Linked DNA regions of Cydia pomonella: region 1 is linked to region 2. A link is a contact called in public Hi-C data. All regions are on one chromosome and are shown on one strand. Each heading gives the region's core, a stretch centred on a gene start, on an enhancer-like site or on the middle of the called end of the contact. The rest is flanking DNA. Distances are from core to core; before and after follow the strand shown. Region 1 holds the start of LOC133528111 (radial spoke head protein 6 homolog A). Region 2 holds the start of LOC133528330 (AMP deaminase 2-like).

Region 1 (4,565 bases), core at 979-3,478, 200 kb before region 2:
ATCTCCCTAAAAGTTACCCTTTACAATCTATTGCCTCTACACATAACTAATTTAACATGCATACAATTTAAAAATAAACTTAAACGTTTCTTCCAATTAAATCCATTTTACTCAATTAATGAATTTACAGATAAAATGAAAAATTATGATTTTATTATGTAAAATAATTCTAAGCGTAGGTGCTTTTATACTGTATTATATTGATGTATTTGATCATTTACCATTTAATATATTTTGATTTATATAATTTTGTCTACCTATATACCTAATAAGACATTGCATGATTAGTTTTAGCAATGACCTGTATTTTGACATGCTAGATGTAACGTTCTGTTGTTACTTGGCCAAATAAAGAAACTTGAAACTTGAAACTAGCGATAAGACCGCCTGTTGTTTACCTCTTCTTTATGTGTTGTATTATTTGTACTGTTTCTGTATTGAGGTGTGCAATAAAGAGTATTTGTATTGTATTGTATGTTATGTGAATGCTTATATATTATATAAAGAAATACCAAGCATGTTTTTCTCATAATTAAGATATATACATCTTTGCTTGTTATTTAGCTTAAATTCCACATGACTTAGAAGTTCACTTTTGTTTTTAGATGTTAATCCACGTATTTTGATATGTAAATTAAGGAAACTATAGGTCTATTTACTGCTGCTTAATCCACTGATTAATGTTAATGAATGACAGTTTGTTTCTAAAAAAAAATAAAAAAAAATATATATATATATTGTGACTCACCAGGCGTATCCAACATGAATATATTGGGATTATTGTTGATCCTGATCTTCATCAAGACACTGCGGGTGACCCCAGCCACCGCACCGACTGGCAACGCATGCCCGATGCCCATGTTCCTGGAGCGGAGCATGTTGATCAACGATGATTTACCCACGTTTGGGACCCCGATGATCATTACATTGTAGTCGGACTCTTCGCTTCTGTTATACCTAGTAAACAATCATTAACATTATGTATTTGGTTTGGTAGTCTTAACTATATGTAAAGTTAATGAGGGGATTAGTGGGAAAAGTATGGTAAATAAAATTTTACAAGCTTTTACTTAACTTGCCCTGTTAGTTAATGGTGTGGGTCAAATCGTGGAAGCTAAATTTGATTGGTTCCCAATTTCAGATTGAGCTGAAGTTTTGCATACATATGTAAATCGGAAGACAATGCAATAGCATGGAGCTGATCTAATAATGGATACAGCCAGTGGCGGTGGCCATGGGAACTCTCAACATGACCATACTGTAAAATTTTGTAAGTATGATACATATTTGCCGTGACTTATTTTTCAAAAGTTTTTTTCAATAAAAAGACATGACAAAATCGCCTACCTTCTTACTCATGCTAAAAAAACAAATTATAGTGGGATGTTCTGAATTTTTTTTATAAAAGCCTTTTTTTGATAAGTAATATATAAAAAATACATAATTACCTATTCGAGTCTTTAATAAGGTCAACCATCAGGGGCCTTAAGGTCTTCAATCCGCGACAACCTTGGTCTTTACTGTTTGTAAACACTATATTTTGCACTCCCTCTTCTGCCTTCAGCTGCTCCTTTATCCGCGGTATTAATGAACTTATAGTTAAGTCTTTCTTATTAAGAACTAGTATGTGAGGCTTTGCACCTGTTAAAGTATTCGTAAATATGGGATTTCTGCCAGTAAAGGGTATTCTTGCGTCGTGAACTTCAATCACGCAATCGACGGACTTTAACTTTCTCTGCATTTGTTTTAAGCCCTTGTTCATGTGACCCGGGAACCAGCGGAGCAGGTCCTTGCTCACGAAAGGGCATTTTTTGCGAAAATTGTACGCCGCGGGGTTGAATTTTGTTGCCATTTCGATTTGTTTTGGTTTTGAGGTTATGTCGATTTGTTGAACACAGTTTGGAATCAAGTAATCATTACATATACGTAGTTCGCTGTTTAAGATAATTTAAACTAGTTACGTAAGTTTAAACATATACACTGTACGTAAATGGTAAAAATATCGCGAAACTCGTGCCAAAATTAAGAAGTTCATTCATATGTATTTGACATTGACAATCAGCTGCTTTCGGGGGGTTGATCGGAAACTTACCAGAATGGGACAACTTCTTGTACTACAGTGAAGGTTCGACATCAACCTCGTCTTTTTCATTCACGTATTTAAACCGCCTTATTTTTGATTTGAAACACTTAAACAAATAATTTAACCGTCATCCGTGGCACATTTCTATGCTTGTATTATTGAATTTCATTGATAATTTTTCAGACAGTTGTTATTATAATTCAAATGTATTTCTTGATGAAATAATAGGATAAGGGTTGTACTTTTAACTATTAAAGCTATTTTAATAACAATTCAAATATGACTCAGCCTTACATGTGCGAGCCGGAGCTGATAGCTGCCACAGAAAATATACTCCCAGATCTTAACAATGACCTTATTCTAGCTAAGAACTTCCTCAAACAACAGAGTGCAGCTACGGGAGACTCGTTGTAAGTATCTGATAAGATAGGTGCTCTGGTTTTGATCAGTCTATTCCTATGTTTAGCCAGTCAACAAGGCCTGTACTGTATATAAGCGGTTTGCTAAGAGCCCATGGAACTATAAATTCACACGCGCTGTAAGGGCTGCACTGCACTGTTTACTTAAATCTTAAAGATACCGTTTACCTTCCGCCTGAATAGATATCCTACTTTCTCAGATATGATCACATGGTGGATCTTGTGCACAAGATCCTGACCACAAAGCCTCCGGACGTCGTGGACAACTTTGAACAGTATTCGTGGGGGGTAAAACTGGACAAGTTTCGGCCAAACTTCGATCTGCTGAATGACGTGTATCTCGCACCGCCGCAACTTGCCACCGTGCGGTTGCAAGAGGAGATGTACCGGGTATAAATACTGCTTTAGTATTTACTAGTCTAAGATCAAACAATCGGAGATGGGAGCTACATGCGGGGATGTCCGCGCGAACTGACGGACTGGCTTAGTTAAAAAATGAATTCACAACGAATACTTTATGAAGTTGAGTGTAAACTCTGGCAAGCCAGCATTGGACATTTTTCGAATTACACAAGTACAAAGTATATTTGTGTCGAAGTCTAGTCAAAGGTCCCACTTTATTTTCTAGCTTGCCATAAAGACGCTTTGACAAGGTTTTCGTATAAACACATACGAAAAACTTGTCAAAGCGTCTTTATGGCAAGCTACAAAGTGGGACTTTTTACTTGGAAACGTGACATTTTATGACTCCTGGTCGTCAGTTACCGTCTTCTAGTCTTAGTTTCTCCTTCAGCTGGTGGCTAGCAAGTGCGAAAAGATGGATGGGATGGACGAGGAGGAACAGGAGTTGGATTTGGAAGAGGAGGGCAATAAAGCTCGTATAGCAGATCTCGTCGAGCACAATTATTATTTCCGAGAGGTAAGTATAATAATTATCGTTGCAATAAGAAAGACGTAAGTATTATTTCATTACTGCGGGCTAGTATTATTAGTATACAAATAAATTGATTATTTAGAACCAATAGGTCATTGTCCACTAACTAGAGCTGCGTTAAGCGAGGATAGGTAAATGAAGTGATTATATTATTTCTCAAACACATCTCTTATTATTGGTCAAACACATCTCTCGCTACGCATCCTCCCATATCTCTGGTGGAAACATAGCCTTAAGCTCGCGCCGATCTAGATGTGTTGAAAAGCCAAAATACATTTATTCTAAAACGAATAAATAGCACACTGACTTCTAGTGGTAGTTAAATAATAATAATAAATAAAAATAAATATTATAGGACATTATTACACAAATTGACTAAGTCCCACAGTAACAAACATTTTACAAGTTACAAACATTTGAACTATATTTATTAGAACCATCTAGTGGCCATACGTTGAACTAATATAATTACTGCCATCAAATGGTGAAACAAATTTACTTCATTTGTCTATTGACTAACAGATGGCGTTAAAATACATTTTTATGCTGACATCTAGCGGTGAGTAGTCGAAAAAGATTTGATAAAGACATCTATTAGTGAGAGTTCAAACTAATTTGCTTACTGTAATGTAGTGAAACAATAGTCAATAGCTAGCGCATAAGGAAATAGTTGTGCTGCCATCTAGTAGTAAAAAAAACCTAGATAGGTCGGAAGAGTTCTACACTAGAGTTACACCTCTCCAGTTGGACTGTTCCAGATTCTACTAGAATCATTCTAGTGACATGATATCGTACATTCGTATATGTACTAAATATCCAATGACGCATTAAATGACCTTATTTGACAGGGCGGGTACGGTCTGCCGGCCAGCGAGTGCTACGCTGTGTTCATAGCGCTGAAGATGCTGGGAATCAAGGAGCCCGTGTCCAATGTCAGGTAAGAAAAGGCGGGAAAGCTTGTAAATTACCTACAACCAGAGAGATGTTCCATCTTTCCGCCTTTTTTATGACCTTTGTAATGCCATTGGAAGTCATAGTACACTGTTCGTAGGATAAAGACTACTTAAGGTGCGATTTTTTAATTCATAGGTATATATTTTATTTACAGGTTTTTCGGTAAAATATTTGG
Region 2 (4,350 bases), core at 1,709-4,208:
GCTCCGGACGCTTGGTTTAACTCTTCGATGGGCACCTGACGCAAAATTTAAAGTAAGAACACAATATTTTGTTGTCTTCTTGTAAGTTAAGAAAAAACGAGTTAGGGGCCGCAATTTAGAGCGGTATAACCAGAAATTACGGTCTACTATTTCTGACAAGCAAGTCACTGTTGTCAGTAGCTATAATATATTTTCATCTATAATGATCTATCGTCTATCTTATCATTGAGCTAACCTTAAATTTAATTCAATTCAATTTCAATTTATTCATTCATAACAATCATAACATTTACTCATTTCATTTATTTATTCTTAGTCAATTTACAAGACGTAAAGTCATACGATAAAACGTTACCTAGGTCCGCGGGAGCGGGACGAACGCTACTACTTATCATGGGCGTCGCACGCCGATGGGCTAGGGGGAGGCAGTTGATATGTGGTTGATATGGCCGATGGCCAAGGGGTGGGGGTAGCGGCATATATTCAGTTACAAATTTTATTCTCTAGGGGGAGGCAGCTGGCGACGCCCGCGCTACTTATAACACGTGTCATATCATAAGCATGGGGTCATACATTTGACCAAGCATAAAGGCTTTTGAGCATGTCAACAACCTCCGTCCATATTTTGAAATGTAAACAAATTGATCAGCATTTACCCCGATGCGATGAAGCCCGACAGAGGCCCGGCGTTGGTAGAAGCCGAGGCCATTGGGCCTGCTGTCGCCCGGTGGCGGCAGATCCTCCAGCTCCGTCGGAAGCGGTCGTCTCTCCTGGTGGTTTCTATATGTTCGAACCGATATTAGAGCAACAAACAGAAGTTGTTCGAATTATCCCAAAGATATCATTCCCAATGCAAACTAACTAATGGTAGGTGGTATTTGCTAGAGGCTACATATTATCACTATATGTAAATTTTAATGGTAACATTGGTAACTTAGCAACTTGTAGGTATGAACAAAATGGTCCTTCGAACCTCAGGTTAAGTAGGTATACTACCTTCTGCCCAGAGGTACTGACATGCCATTGGAATGTTTCAAACATTGCGAAATTTCCACAAGGAATAATTTCAATAACTTTACGTACACAATCAGCTGCAAAGAAGTGACCTCCCGCCCTGCATCTACCTGTATTAGGTACAAAAAATTTCATTTCCTAAAAAAAGGTAAAAATAACCGGCCAAGAGCATGTCGGGCCACGCTCAGTGTAGGGTTCCGTAGTTACTCTTCCGTCACAATAAGCTAAACTGGAGCTTAAAGTATAGTAAACTGTTAACCAAGGGATGAAACGGTACCTTTCACCTGAGTTAAACAAATAGGCAAATTTGCATAATCAGTACCTAATTAAAATAAGTCTTTTTACTATGAAGGGAAAACTTTTTGCGATAACTCAAAAACAGCTAAACTGATCATGTCCGCTATAGTTTTCATTTAATGTCTTTCTTAAGCTCTACTTCCACGATTTTTTTCATATTTTTTGGACCTATGGTTCAAAAGTTAGAGGGGGGGGGGGACACATTTTTTTTTTCTTTCGGAGCGATTATCTCCGAATATATTCACTTTATCAAATGTTTCTTGAAAACCCCTATTCGTTTTGAAAGACCTTTCCAACGATACCCCACACTCTAGGGTTGAAGCGAAAAAAAAATTTCACCCCCACTTTACGTGTAGGGGAGGTACCCTAAAAAAATATTTTTTTAGATTTTATTGTACGACTTTGTCGGCTTTATTGATTTATATATCCATGCCAAATTTCAGCTTTCTAGCACTAACGACCACGGAGCAAAGCCTCGGACAGACAGACAGACAGACAGACGGACATGGCGAAACTATAAGGGTTCCGTTTTATGCCATTTGGCTACGGAACCCTAAAAACGGAAATGATTGAGTATTTTTTCGAACTTTTAGAAATCTCTCCGTACCTAACTTGCACACATTGCGTCAGTATCAGTCATTTAAAACATGTGTTATGTAGATAAATAAGCCACGTGACTTGGTAAGTTGGTATGCTGATTATCAAACAATCTTCAATATTTATGTGCCTCAGATATTAACTAAACGAATTTACAAAGGCTAACAAAAGAGGAGTATTTATTTGGGCAGTGGTGTAACTACAACAGAGGTCTGAGGCAAAATTATCAAATGGGGGCCTATGCTCACGGTCTCTCGGTAAAATTGAGTCCCCTCTCAGGCCGGGGGCCCGTAGTATTTTACCCGCTTTGCCGCCCTATATAGTTTTGCCTTTGTGTAACTGTATAGGGTCCGTGCGCGTTGGAGGGTCTGCCATCTTGTGGCCTGAATCGAAACTATAAACATGTACACGTCACGTGTTTTCTTGTGCATAGTAGGCTCTGCCATCTTGCGGGCTACATCGGAACAAAAAAACATCACATTTACGCCTCGCGCCAATAATCTGACGGCTCCTTTGCCTCCTGGGCCTCCTACAGTTCATGCACGCTCCCTATAAGTGTGTATGGAATAAGGTCAACCGGGATAAATACCTACAACTCTGGATTAATGGTCTATTATTTAATCCTCGAATACAGGTAATCGGAACGCCCTCTGTTACATTTTATTTCAAAGTAAAAAATAACGGTTCACTAGACCCCATACTTTAGTTGCATTTATCCCGCGGTGGACCTTAAGTATTTTTGGACTGAGAAGTGCAATCAATACCTTGGTGAACGATCTCCAGTCAAATGCTGCTTGCCAATCATGATTTTACTGTTTTAGAGGTCAAATACTATACTTTTATTTAATTTATCCCATTATCTTAATGAATTGAAATGTTTACATATTATAGGTTATGTTGACAAATTCAATGTTATTTGGCACTGACGGCGGTTTAACAAAAAGTTTTGCTGTTGTATAACGGTTGCTTACGCGGTATGGAGGTTGCATTCTTATTTTACTCCATAACAAAAACAAACGAATTTATTATAACGGAAATTTATTACAACGTTAATATTATTAGAATCTCTTGTGTTCGTCTGTGTGTAACGTTTTGATGAGTTCTTTTTTTTGTTTTATAAATATATGGGTATATAGGCATTTTCATTTTAACTTGTAATTTAAAGCGCGACTTAAACTATGGGGTTTTGTGACAATGCTAACCGGCTGTTAATTAATGGTACACAGTTAAGTGAAAATGCCCATGCCCCATATTCAATTTTATATACTGATACAATTTATTTTATTGAACGACATTAAACACTGGCATCTAGTAGTGAATAGAATAACTAAGTAATCTAGGGTAGAGTATTATCTATTGCCCCGCAGATGGCGTTAAAATTAAATTTTGTGCTGCCATCTAGAGATAAAAATTCAAACTACCTTGACACCCAAGCTAGGAATTAAAACTTTAGTTACGCTATTGGCTACTAGATGGCGTAGAAATCATTAGTGGAACTGACATCTAGCGATGAAATGCCGAAATAACTTTATTAGCAACATCTTACGACGGAATTAGAAACTTAACTACATCTTGTCAACACCAGATGACGCTGACATCAGAAAAATAATGTAAGCAATCAAATCTATAGAAGGAGTCTTTTGCGCACGGCGAGGTGCATAGGATTTGATACTATGTGATATTGATGTGATAGGATTGGTATCAATAAGCTAAAAACCATGATTTGCACAAGGCGCGTAACGGAAGTAGGTACCAAAACTAACAAATAAAATGTAATTAAAATAAAATACAAATTGGATTAACAATATACTTATTTATTATATATATTATGTAATTTAAATTGTCCACAGTACAGTACAGTACAGTAAATTGTTACAATACAAAATACATATATACATATGCAAATCTACAACATCGTAATATCTATATATCCCATTATGTATAATTATATTAGCTTCGCTTAATACTCTATTAAACTAATAAGATACCTAATTGCTTGAAGTTAGTTACCTTCAAATTTTATAATAAGCCTATATACCTAACTCAAAATATTTGTAGCCATACCATAACAATGAACTCACTGGGAATAAACCATATTTTGATGTGCAGCATATTGAACCGCCCAGACGGCCTACCGCGAAGCACTTCTGGTCTAATTGCCTCTCTATCGCCCGAATATGTAAGTTATAAGTATAGGCTAAAAACTAATTTTTAATTGTCGCGGTAGATCCTCAGTTTTGTCTTCTATAAGGCGGTCTACACATTGAACGCACGCCGGTCTGATGCGGCGTGTGAGACATCGCTGCATAAGTACGTGCATATCTGTCTCGTTCACACGCCGGAGGGGCGTTGGATTACTCATCTATGAAGTGGCAGTGGCGTAGCGTGAAATAATCTAGCCGTGGGTGAAACCACATCTGCGAGGCCTTTTAAATGTGTTTT

The links. A called contact is a pair of places that touch in the nucleus more often than the background predicts.
Region 1: a Hi-C map of whole body shows a contact between it and region 2, with 4 times the contacts expected there. The contact joins the promoter of LOC133528111 here to the promoter of LOC133528330 in region 2. A contact is called at or near these places in 2 of 2 Hi-C or Micro-C datasets (both in whole body).

Annotation. Positions count from the first base shown.
Region 1 is chr19:1,182,327-1,186,891 of ilCydPomo1, reverse strand. It overlaps LOC133528111 (radial spoke head protein 6 homolog A), which reads left to right and starts at 2,228. Exons shown (of 13, transcript XM_061865335.1): 1 at 2,228-2,493; 2 at 2,703-2,892; 3 at 3,296-3,421; 4 at 4,285-4,373; 5 at 4,545-4,565. The coding sequence starts at 2,363. It overlaps LOC133528112 (mitochondrial GTPase 1), which reads right to left and starts at 2,051. Exons shown (of 4, transcript XM_061865336.1): 1 at 1,449-2,051; 2 at 749-957. The coding sequence starts at 1,852.
Region 2 is chr19:981,231-985,580 of ilCydPomo1, reverse strand. LOC133528330 (AMP deaminase 2-like) reads right to left here and starts at 2,958. Exons shown (of 16, transcript XM_061865682.1): 1 at 2,673-2,958; 2 at 657-780; 3 at 1-35. The coding sequence starts at 2,713. It overlaps LOC133528329 (AMP deaminase 2-like), which reads right to left. Exons shown (of 17, transcript XM_061865678.1): 17 at 3,702-4,350.